3 separate regions of the Mus musculus genome follow, and all the other regions are linked to region 3. A link is a contact called in public Hi-C and promoter capture Hi-C data. All regions are on one chromosome and are shown on one strand. The core of a region is the stretch at or near the end of the contact, and the rest is flanking DNA. Distances in the headings are between cores, read along the strand shown. Region 1 holds the start of Mrgprg (MAS-related GPR, member G). Region 2 holds the start of Cars (cysteinyl-tRNA synthetase). Region 3 holds the start of Chid1 (chitinase domain containing 1).

Region 1 (3,771 bases), core at 137-2,636, 2.2 Mb before region 3:
GCTGCCTGCTTCGGTGGTGCACAGACTCTCCAGCTGCTGTGGACTCCTCTAGATCACCTCACAGTACCGGCACACTATGACAATTATATTAATCCTTGAGGGCAAAGCCCTGAAGAAGAACAACAACAAAGGCCTACCAGAACAATGAAAAGTTGGGGAGATTTGGGGCTGCACAGTGCTTGTGTGTGTTGTAAGGGTGCATCCCACAGAGGACAGAGTATGGATCTGGCTTGACATGATGGCAGCCATCTTGAGCCACAGCTGTCTGAGTCACCATAAGATGGGTTTTCCTGCATATTTACTTAGCTAACCATAACACAGAGCCTTGAAAGCACATGCGTACTGGATGACTTGGAGGGTGCGCCTGGCTTTTGATGGAATCTGAAGATAAACCAGAGACCTTCAGGCATGAGAGCATGCTTTGGTCTTTATCCACCCAACGTCTGGGTGCCCAGCTCCCCAGGACCTTCCTCTGCCAGTGAGTCTCCAGAATATCTCACTGTGCAGTCCTAGCTCTATTGGACTCTCCCTATTCCCTTCCAACTGCTGTGTGAGTTTATGTGCACATGTGTGTAGGTGCATGCACATCTGTGCAGGTGTATGTGCTGCCTAAAGATCAGCACTGAGTGTGTGTCTTCTTAATTACCCTACACATTAAAAAACATTTTAAAGTCCATGCTGTTGTTGTTTTGAGACAACATCTCACAATACCATCCTGGTTGACCTGGAAACTCTGTGCAGACTTGCAGAAATCTGTCTGCCTCTGCCTCCCAAGTGCTGGGATTAAAGGTGTGGGCCACAACCTCTGGCTTAAATATGTTTTTAAGTTTATCTGTGTGTGTGCACAAATGTGCCACCACATGTGTCCAGATCAGAGGGAAACTTTTAGGAATCAATTTTCTTCTTTTATGGGGATCCCTGGAATTGAACTTAGGTTGTCAGGCTTGGGTGTGGCAAGAACCTTTACCCACTGAGCCCTCTCACTGGCCCAATACCTTATTTTTTAAAGATAAGACTTTGCAGCAAATGTAGTGATTGGCATAGCCAGCTGAATATCAAGTCCCATGAGTCCTCTGGTCTCCATCTCTCAGTACTGGGGTCACAAGCATGCACCATGATGCCCAACTTTTATTAAAGGTGCAGGGGATCCAAACTCAAATTCTCATACCTGCATAGCGAGAACTTTACTGACTGATCCATCTTTACAGATGTCATCTCTTCCTTTGGTCCCGAGCACCTAAGGCCAGGGACCATTCCAGAATGGGCGGCGTGCAAGGCTCTCTGTTTTCATCTCCCAGATGAAAAGGAGGAGCCTCCCACACTGACAGCTCTGTTTGAGCTCATTCCTTTGATTTCCGTGAAAAGGTGACACACCCACCCCACTTCTAGGGAACTGGCAGGAGCCAGCCTCAGAGGACAGAAGGGGATTTAGGGGCCAGGAGGAGATCAAGACAACAAGTGTGGGCTGAGCGAGCTGGAGACAGCCACTGTCAGCAGGCGGTCATCAGGTGAGAAGGTTAATATGCCCCTCTACCTGCTTCCCTAAGCAAGAAGCACCCCTTCTCTTACCCTCTACATCACTTGCCTGCCTGGCTCTCAGGGGGGTGCTGGTGGCTCTGAGGATGTCCTCTAAAAGGGACCTTATGGGGAAGGCAGTTAAGGGAGCCTTGGAAGCTGAGGCTCAGGCTTGAAACTCATTGCTCCAGGTCCATTGGAGAACAAGGATGAGGAAGATGCCCCACCCCACCTACCGCATCCCCTTTCAGATCTAGCCTTGGCTCCACCAGCCAGAATCCACACAGGAGTAGATGTCTGGATTTACACCCTTGGGGGCTCACAGAGGGGAAGAGTCTTGCCTCTGTCACCACTCTGATGCGTGAAGGTTCAGTCCTTAATTTCAAGGTCCTGAGGACCTGTACTCTGACCTTGACAGCTGAACTGGTAGGTTGAATCACCATCTCCCACAGGTGCTAGGAAGGATGCTTGGTGATGAGATGGTGGGTGATACTCATCAGGACACTGCAGAAGGTTTGGCCCTGTGAGAGGAAGCAGGGTCTGATGGAGGCTGGGTCTCAGTGAGTACAGAGATAGCTAGGGTTCTGGGTAGGGGACACAGCCCAGACCAGGAATGAGGGTCATACGTAAAGTACACAATATACATCTCTTTCCATCTTTGACTATGTTTTCCCATGTCTGTCCCTTCCTCTTTATCTCTACCTCTATTCTCTATTTCTCTCTGTGTCTGTCTGTCCATCTCTCTTCTCCACTCCATTACCCCCCAGCCCTGGTCTATCTTTTCCTATTGCTGTTCCTCCCTGGCAGTCCCTGTCCCCAGAGCCTGGGTCCTCATACCCTGGATCTTGGACAAGGTCCATCATGGGCTCTGTGGAAAAAGGTACTGCTCTGAAACACTCGCCTCCATGAGGGTACCAGAAACTCTCCTGCTTGCTCCCTAAGAAGATTTGGGGCCCTGAGACCCATCATCAAAGTCCCAGACTCTGACATGAAGCTTCAGAGTTAGCCACAGTTCCTCAGGACCCTGGGCTTTAATGTCGCGCTCTAAAAGGACAGTGTGGGGAAAGTCCCCTGAAGCCTCACCTAGCACAGAATGGAGTGTCCTGGGTCAGAGCAGGCACTATCAGAGACCCTGGGGTGGGTGTGATCAGAGCCTTAGAGAAAGCATTCTCACATTGGTACTACAGTTAAAAAGAAAGGGGAGTCTCTCCACCTGTGGCCCCTTTGTCTGAATGTGGTGGGCCTCTGCATGGGGACACCTCATTCAGGATGGGTTGTCTAACCAGGATGAGGGCAGAGAGAGCTGCTTCCAAGCAAAGCAGCTGTGAGGGGGTAACCTGGTATCACATGCAGCCAGGAAGGGGCTTGAGACAACTCGGACTCTGGAAGCTGCAGGCTCTTGCTTTCCACACTCGGGGCACAGCAGCTTCGTAGTGAACACTGTCACCCTTTGCAGGGGCCTCCCAGAGCACCCACGGAAGCCAGCCAGGATGTTCTCCATATTCAACATCTGGGGCACATTCAACAAAGTGCTCTTCTTCCTCAGCCTCACTGTCAGCCTTGCAGGGCTGGTGGGCAACGCTCTGCTGCTCTGGCACCTCGGTCTGCACATTAAGAAGGGACCCTTCAACACCTACCTGCTGCACCTGGCTGCTGCCGATTTCCTCTTCCTCTCATGCCAAGTTGGCTTCTCTATTGCTACGATCGTGTCGGGCCATGAGGACACACTCTACTTCCCAGTCACCTTCCTGTGGTTTGCCGTGGGGCTCTGGCTGCTGGCTGCCTTCAGTGTGGACTGTTGCCTCGCCTACATGTTCCCCTCCTTTTGCAGCCCCAACCGCCGTCCCAGGTTCACTTCAGTTGTCCTCTGCCTCGTGATCTGGGCCCTGACCATGCCGGCCGTGCTGTTGCCAGCCAACGCCTGTGGGCTGCTAAAAAACGGAATGAGTCTGCTGGTCTGCCTCAAGTACCATTGGACCAGTGTCACCTGGCTAGCGGTACTGTCTGGCATGGCATGTGGGGCAAGCAAGTTTCTCTTAATCTTTGGGAACTGCTGCTCTTCACAGCCACCCCCCAAGTTCTGCAAGTTGGCCCAGTGCTCTGGGATCCTTCTGTTCTTCTGTCGCCTACCCCTGGTTGTCTACTGGTGCCTGCGGCCAGTCTTAAAATTCCTGCTCCCCTTCTTCTTTCCACTGGCCACCCTCCTGGCCTGCATTGACAGCAGTGCAAAGCCCCTCTTGTACTACATGAAGGGCA
Region 2 (3,905 bases), core at 668-3,167, 2.1 Mb before region 3:
TACGGCAATTAAGAACCTGGCTACTCTTCCAGTGGACCTGGTTTTGGTTCCCAGTAACCATGTGACAGCTCACAACCACTGGTGTCTCTAGTTCCAGTTGTTGGGGGTCTGTTGCCCTCTTCTGGCCTCCTCAGGCACTGAACAGATGTAAATGCCGGCAAAACATTTCTACATGTAAAATAAAAATTATCTCAAAAACTTTAAAAAGAAAGTACTGGCAGCAAAAATACAGTATTTTTGAGAAAGTTGTGAAGTTAGCAATATATGCTCTGATCACTTTAATATGTTTAATACTTTATGTATGTATATAATGGGTTTGTATATGCTTGGCCCAGGGAGTTGCACTATTAGGAGTGCCTTGTTAGAATAGGTGTGTCACCGTGGGTTTGGGCTTTAACACCCTCATTCTAGCTGCCTGGAAGCCAGTCTTCTAGCGGCCTTCAGCTGAAGAGGTCTAACTCTCACCTCCTGCCTTGATGATAATGTACTGAACCACTGAACCTGTAAACCAACCCCAATTAAATGTTGTCCTTATAAGAGTTGCCTTGGTCATGGTGTCTCTTCACAGCAGTAAGACCCTAACTAAGACCTATGTGATACATTATTTCTCTGCTGCCCATGAAATGAACCAATTCAAGCCTGATTAGAGTACATATAGGCAGGTTTATTAGGAAGCTGCTCTCAGGCGAAAGTTCACTGGCCCCAAGGACTGAGGCCAAGGAAGTCACCATGGTGGGGGAGGAGAGAGAAAGAGAAAGGGTGTGAACATAGAGAAGACAGGAGGAGCGATGAGGAAGACCAAAACATCTGGTTTATATAGGGAAGAGCCTCTGGGGGAAGGGCAGTCCAGCCCCTGGGCTGGAAAGTTCAGGGTTACAGCAAGGGTATGCCAGGTAGGGACTGAGGGATGCTGAGAGAACCTGGAGGCCAGGTTTGCTTTGAAATATAAAATTTGCACCTCAGTCCCTTGTCCCAAGGGTACATAACCAAACAATACATATTACCAAGTATCAATTATTTTTTAATTAATTATTTATTTATGTTGAGACAGAGTCTCTTATGGAGCCATGGCTGACTTGGAACTCACTGAGAACTGCCTGCTTCTCCCTCCTGAGTTTCCAGGAATTAAGACCATGGTTGCCAGAATATATATATACCAGAATATATAATTGTATTTATTTATTTCCCTGCACACACACACAACACATGTCTTTTTCACCACAGGCATGCAAAGCCCACAAGGATCAAAAGAGGGTTAGGATCCCATGGAACTGAAGTTACAACCGGTTGTGAGCAGTTGTGAGTGCTAGAAATCAAACCGGTGTCCTCCAGAAGAGCAGCCGTGCTCTTGACCACCGAACCATCTTCCAACCTCAAAACGGAGCTTTTAAAAAAAAAAAAAAATTGTGAGACAGGGTCTCGCTATATACCTGGCTATGTTTCTAAAATAATACTTTCCATTTCTTCTCATAAACCTCCCTCTGATGGTGTGTCTTGGGAGGCGACATCAGGAATTAAGGAACACACAGGAAATAAAAGGATTCAGGAGAGAGTGTAACAGGAACCACCTGTTTCCAGGCTTGTGTGGCCTTTTGGAGAGTGTCTCAGAAAAAGGCGTCTTCCTCGCCCCTCTCCTCCAGTCGCTGAGTCCCTTGCCCCACCCTTTCCCTTGCATCTCTTTAATCTCTACTCGTTTTGCCCCGCCCCTCTACCCAGCTCCTCGCCCCTCCCACTCCCCCATTTCGTCCCGCCCCTCCCAGCCCTCTTCAGCAGCCCGGGTTTGCGCTTCTCACTGTCTTAGCCCTTTGGTGTCTATTAAGTTCCGCGCCAGCGTAAACCATAGTATTCTCCCATCATGCCCCACGTCGGCGTCAGTTTGCAGTTGCCTAGCTACTGGACATGCCCGGAAGACGACTGGTGGGGCGGGACTTCCGGCGCCGCGGTTGCATCAGATTCTGGAAGGCGTCTGTGGCGGCGGCCGCGGGTCTTGATTCCCAGTGATGGCAGGTTCCTCCGCGGAGCAGGGTGAGGTTTGCGGGATGACTGTGGAGCTCTGGGTACAAGCATGGCCCGAGTAGGCAGTACCGGGCTGGGGCTGTGTGGGCAGCATGGTCCAAGGAGGCAGTGCCCAGGCCAGTGCTGTGGCGACAGCGGTGGAACGAGTGGGTAATGCCAAGCGAGCCAGGGGTTGGGGGCAGCAAGACCCAGGGACTCAGTGCTCAGGTCGGGTCTGTGGGGACAACCATGGACTAAGTGGGCAGTGCCCAGACCAGTGATCCGAAGATAGTAAAGGCTTAAATGGGCAGTGGCAGGCAAAGGCTGTTCGGCAGAGGATCCCTGGGCGGGAAGTGACCAGCCAGGGCTCTAGAGTGGAGGCTATTGGGTTGGGCAGTGGCTAGGTCAGGGCTCTAGGAACAGTGCATGCCCAGGTGGGCAGTGACAAGCTAGAGATCTGGATTAGGCAGTGACTGGAGTGGGCAGAGATGGATCCTCAGGTGAGTAGTATCCAGTCCAGGGCTCTGGGATAAAACGTTCTCCGGTAAGCCTGTGGGGACAGCCGTGGCCCAAGTGGGCAGTGCAAAACCAAAGCTCTGGGGATGGCCAGCGTCTCAATGGACAGTGGCAGGCCAGGACCTGGGGGTGGCTGCCATGACTCCCTGAAGCTAGAGTACTCCTTGGTGGGACCTGACTCCTGTCTTGTAAGTGCCTCCCTTCCTCAGCTTCAATTTTTTGATTGGGTTAAGGCTAAAGTTTCCTTGGATACTCAGCAATAGGAGAGATGGTCCTGTTTCAAATAGCCTGACTCTAGTTGGTACCTGGATGAGACCTCACCACTCCCCCTCCTGCCCTGGCTGGACTTTGGGGGTAAGGCAAAGGCCCAAAGATTGTTTTGGTCTTCTGCCCAAGCAGGTGGGCGGAAGGGCACATGAGGTTGGTACTTAGGGAAGTAGGGCAGAGGAAGCAGGGACTCCGTGTACGCATACATGAAAGAGCTTGGGGATTTATGAAGGCTTTAATCTCCAGTGTGGTCAGCAGTCACCACAGAGACCTGTCCAGTCAGAGCATCACTGTCAGAGCATCATTGGCAATCTACTTTATTGCCAATTGGGAGATTCCCTCAGAAAGCAGTCACTTACGTCACCCCAGGGTAGACCTGGGCCTTGGCAGATCGCTGAAGAGCAGTGTCTTTTCTCATCTTTTTAGCAAGTGGGTTCTAGAAAGAGCAAAGGCCTTGGCCCATATCCTGGAAGGTGAGAAGCAAGCCTTCAAAGGCAGAATGCTTAGTGTAGGTTTTAGTCTCTGTGATGAAGCCAGAAATTAGATGTGAGCTCTGACTTCTCAGTTACCTGTCTCCAAGATCTCTCAGGCATCCTGTGGTGCTCTGTGGTTACTGTGGCCTTGCTGGATTCTGATCACCTGAGTACCCAGATGACAAGACTGCTTAGCATGTGCCTAGTGACAGTGGTACCTACCTTTGTATTCTAGCATTCCACTCAACTGGCATGCCTAGTTTCTATCTGCTTCACCCACAGCAGCTTTTGTAAGTCCACCTAGACTACTATAACACAGAAGCATGGCCAGCAGCTCCACCCTGAGCTGCCCAACAGGTCTAGGATCACAACTATGCCCATACTCACATTACAGGAAATGGGTCCTGCCACTGAGGGTGGTGTAGTCATAGGAAGAACTTGGAACAGTGCCAGGTGTGTAAGGACCAGGTCTGTCAAGAATGGGACTCTGCGACTCCATCCATCCATCCATCCATCAATCCATCCAATTAGACAGGGTTTCATATAGCCCAGGCTGGAATTCCCGATCCTTCTGTCTCCTATAGGGATGGCAGGTATCACAACACCATGTCTAGCTTCCTCTTTGGCTTTTAAGTAAAAGTGTATACATGATGT
Region 3 (3,479 bases), core at 303-2,802:
GGGCACCCTTTGTCAGGCTGTGCAGGTGAGGGCAGGGCAGACTTTGTGGGTACAGCTCAACAGGCTCCTGAGCATCTGTCTAATGGAACCCTGAAAGGGGCTGGTCTTGAGTTCTGTTTTTCTCTCCTTTCTGTTCTTAAGAGTCTGCAACACAGACTGGGAGTGGAATCCTTAGTGGACTTTGCCAAGTCTTTAGCTCAAAGACCTCTTACATCAGTCAGATCCAAATGCCTTCGCTGGTTTAAAAGAATGATGGTCTCTTTAGTATTGCTTGGACTGAACAATTCTCAGGACATCCACCTCTCCAGAGTTCTGCCCACTTGGAATCACTGTTCTGGGCATTTGTTCCTAGTAGGGTGCTGAGCTGGATGCCAGGAAAGCAGATGGTGATGCACAGCATGCCTTAGCATACACACCCAGCCCCGCCCCTGTAGAAAGGCTTGGGGGACAGCTGGCAGAAAATATGGGGAAGAGAAAGGAGGAAACGTGATTCGGAAGGAAGAACACGAAGCTCAGCTCAGTGAGAAACCTCTGCAGCAGCAGGAATGGGGAAACAGCCGCACTGCAAATCCTGGAACAGACCATAGTGGAGTGGGCCAGAGGGTTTAACTGGGTGTGGACAGGCCAAATGTGGTTTCTGCAGGAAACTGCTGGGAACAGCAAGGGATGGGGGTGGGGACTAGTCAGCTTGATGAAAAATAAAAATGCTGGTCACGTGTGCTTTCAACCCACTCGAAGAAGTGTCTGGGCTCCTCTTGCTAAAGCTGAGATGGGGGTGGGGAGCGTGGTGTCTGCCTCTGTGGGTTCTAGCTCCTACAATTTGCAAGACCAAAAACGAGGACCAAGACAGCTCTGGGATTTAGGCAGATAGAATGTTCGCTGTGCTAGGCCATCTGGAGAAGGATGTTATATTGCCTGGAGCAGTGTCTCTACTGGAGACAGTGTAGTGGGCACTGCAAACCTATAGATAGTGACAGAAATGTGGCAACTGGGATAATGTGGAGGTTCAAAGACTTGGCGCACAGTCTGTCCTGACACATCTGGGAGACTACGGAACTGACTATGCGCATAGTGACCCACGTCCCCCATACTTGACAGGGATGGGTTCCCAAGACCCTAAAGGCCTTGGTGGTCACATAAGTGGACGTAATGTAGACTTCAGCACAGTGCTGAGGCAGCCAGCCATCAATCCCGGAGAGGGGATGTTCAACATCACCACCAACTTCTCTGGGAGGATTTCGGGATCTGACCCCACTATTCTGCTGTACGACAGGCCCTTGATCAATAGAGGGACTGGCTGCAGGAGCGGAAACAGCACCTACGGCTACGAAGTACACGTTCCGCACACTCAGCTCTGTCTTCATCCAACTGACGGTCCCGATCCACTCTCAGCCCTTCTCCAGCTCGCCGGTCGCTACGAGGCTCCACCTCTAACTCCGCCCTCCAGCCATCTCGGTCCCGCCCCATCCCAGCGTGCCGTGCGCAAGGCATCTAGGAAGCTGGCGTGGCGCAGCGGGAGCTTGTGGAGGCCAGTGGGCGGGACTTCCGGTTGATTAAATCGTCTTCCGGCCGTGCTTGATGGGTCTGGCCGGTCTCCTGACATGAAGGTGAGCCCGGCTGTGGCGGCAATGGGACTGCTTCATCTTCCGCGTCACAATGCGGGAACGTCGGGCAGCGAGGCTCTCCCCGGACAGAACGGGCAGAGTGTGAGCGGGAAGGAGAGGGCACGGATGAGAGCAATATGGGAGCTATGAATGTGAGGGCGAGGAAGTGAGTGAGGATGAGAGGGTTTGAGGGGGAGAGCGATCGTGTCAGTGTGAGAAGAAACAGATGTGAGGGTGAGTGGGAGCTCGTGCGGAATAAGCAGATGTGAGGGTGAGCTGGTGGAAGAAACAGATGTGAGGGTGAGTAGGTGTCAGAAAGCAGGTGTGTCAGCCTGAGAGTAAGGGCGTATGTGAGAGAGCGAGCGGGTGTGAGGGCCCGAATGGGTGAGGGGAGATGTGAGAACATGGACTTTATTAGGGGTGAGAAAGCGAGTGGGGATGAGTATGAGCAAGGGTGAGAGAGTGTTAGGGTGAGAGCAGGTATGGGAGAGAGTGTGACATTGTTCTTTAGTAGAAGTGTGAGCGCCAAGTGTGTGACTGTGAGGAAGCTTTCGAGCCAACAGTAATCTGAGAATATGAGCGAGCACAGGCCGTTGCATAAAATCAAGAGAGCCCGTAGCGATGGCTTTAATCCTAGCACCCGGGAGGCAAAGGCTGGCAGATGGATCTCTGTGAGTCCGAGGCCACCCTGGTCTATAGAGTGAGTTTCAGGTCAGCCAGGGCCACATAGCAAGACCCTGTCTCCAAAAAAGAGTTTGGGGGTGGGGCAAAAGAAGCCGCAGGAAGCACGTGTGAACAGCACAGTAGTGAATGTGTTAAGTTTATGTATGTGCCAGTGTAGCTGGATATGAAGAAACATGGGTGAGTGGTGTATAAAGGAGTATAAACATGAACCAGGATGTAAGATAACGAAGTCAGAGATTTCAGATATGTGAGTTAGTGTGCATAGCTTGTGGAGCCACAAATGAACGAACGATGACATGAGTGTGCAAACGAGTTAGCAAGGCCAGAGTGGCTGTCGGGCATAGAGAATGAGCTCTATGTGGAGGGCCCAGCCTCAGGTAGGAGGGTATACAGCAAGTTGTATGGGTTCCTTCAAGTTTGCTAGGTACATGAGGCCTTACCCTCAGCGCAGCCTCAAATCTTGAACACTCTGTGATGGAAAATTTCCAAAGAACTTTCCACAGATCTCTAGACTGGAGCCCAGGGAGGCCCAGAGACAGTGTGCTGGTGACAGAACTATAACTTGAGCCATCTTATCACAGTCCTGTTTGCATTGCATTGTATAGTTGGGATGGGATGGTAGCCACGTGCCCCATGGCTTGGTGGGCTGCCCCCTGTGTTGGTTTCCTTATCTGTAAATGGGAATAACATTTATGCCTGCCTGAGTCCTGGTCTGTGGAGAGAACTTGTGGATAATTCACCAGGTTTGGCATGCAACATATGGTCAATAAATGTCACCTGGGGTTGTGATCATCCTGCTTCTTACGTCACCTTCATTTCCAACCATACACTCACCCACCTCCTCATATGAACAGTTCACTCCAAAATGTGTTCTCAAAAATGAAAATGTAGGCTGACCATCATACTTGCTGTAAGAGCAGTGAATCTATTAGAACTGAAGGCTGAAAGTATGGCCCAGTATTTTCTTAGTATATGGAAAGCCATGAGTTCTAATTCCCTGCTCCTACAAAACCGATATTAGGCAGCAATAGTAAAAGGTGCTCAGGATACATCAATCGGCATCCCACAAATCCTGCAATACCAAAGCAGGAGCTTAGTGTGAGAGCCAAAGACCATCTCTGTTGTTATTGTTGTTTTGAGATAGGGTCTCCTGTAGCCCAGCATGGCCTTGAACTCAACTACATCGCTAGA

Evidence for each region. Promoter capture Hi-C pulls out the DNA fragments that hold promoters and counts their contacts. A called contact is a pair of places that touch in the nucleus more often than the background predicts.
Region 1: a contact with region 3 is called in a promoter capture Hi-C map of pre-B cells, with 2.6 times the contacts expected there. The contact joins the promoter of Mrgprg here to the promoter of Chid1 in region 3. A contact is called at or near these places in 2 of 39 promoter capture datasets (liver and pre-B cells).
Region 2: a contact with region 3 is called in a Hi-C map of B cells, with 8 read pairs. The contact joins the promoter of Cars here to the promoter of Chid1 in region 3. A contact is called at or near these places in 1 of 39 promoter capture datasets (erythroid cells) and 1 of 484 Hi-C or Micro-C datasets (B cells).

The regions. Positions count from the first base shown.
Region 1 is chr7:143,764,608-143,768,378 of GRCm38.p6, reverse strand. Mrgprg (MAS-related GPR, member G) reads left to right here and starts at 1,386. Exons shown (of 2, transcript NM_203492.2): 1 at 1,386-1,508; 2 at 2,972-3,771. The coding sequence starts at 3,006.
Region 2 is chr7:143,598,102-143,602,006 of GRCm38.p6, reverse strand. It overlaps Cars (cysteinyl-tRNA synthetase), which reads left to right and starts at 1,917. Exons shown (of 23, transcript NM_013742.5): 1 at 1,917-2,025. The coding sequence starts at 2,001. Gm15579 (a long non-coding RNA gene) reads right to left here and starts at 1,903. Exons shown (of 2, transcript XR_870064.3): 1 at 1,794-1,903; 2 at 1,149-1,384.
Region 3 is chr7:141,537,901-141,541,379 of GRCm38.p6, reverse strand. Chid1 (chitinase domain containing 1) reads left to right here and starts at 1,552. Exons shown (of 13, transcript NM_001142681.2): 1 at 1,552-1,607.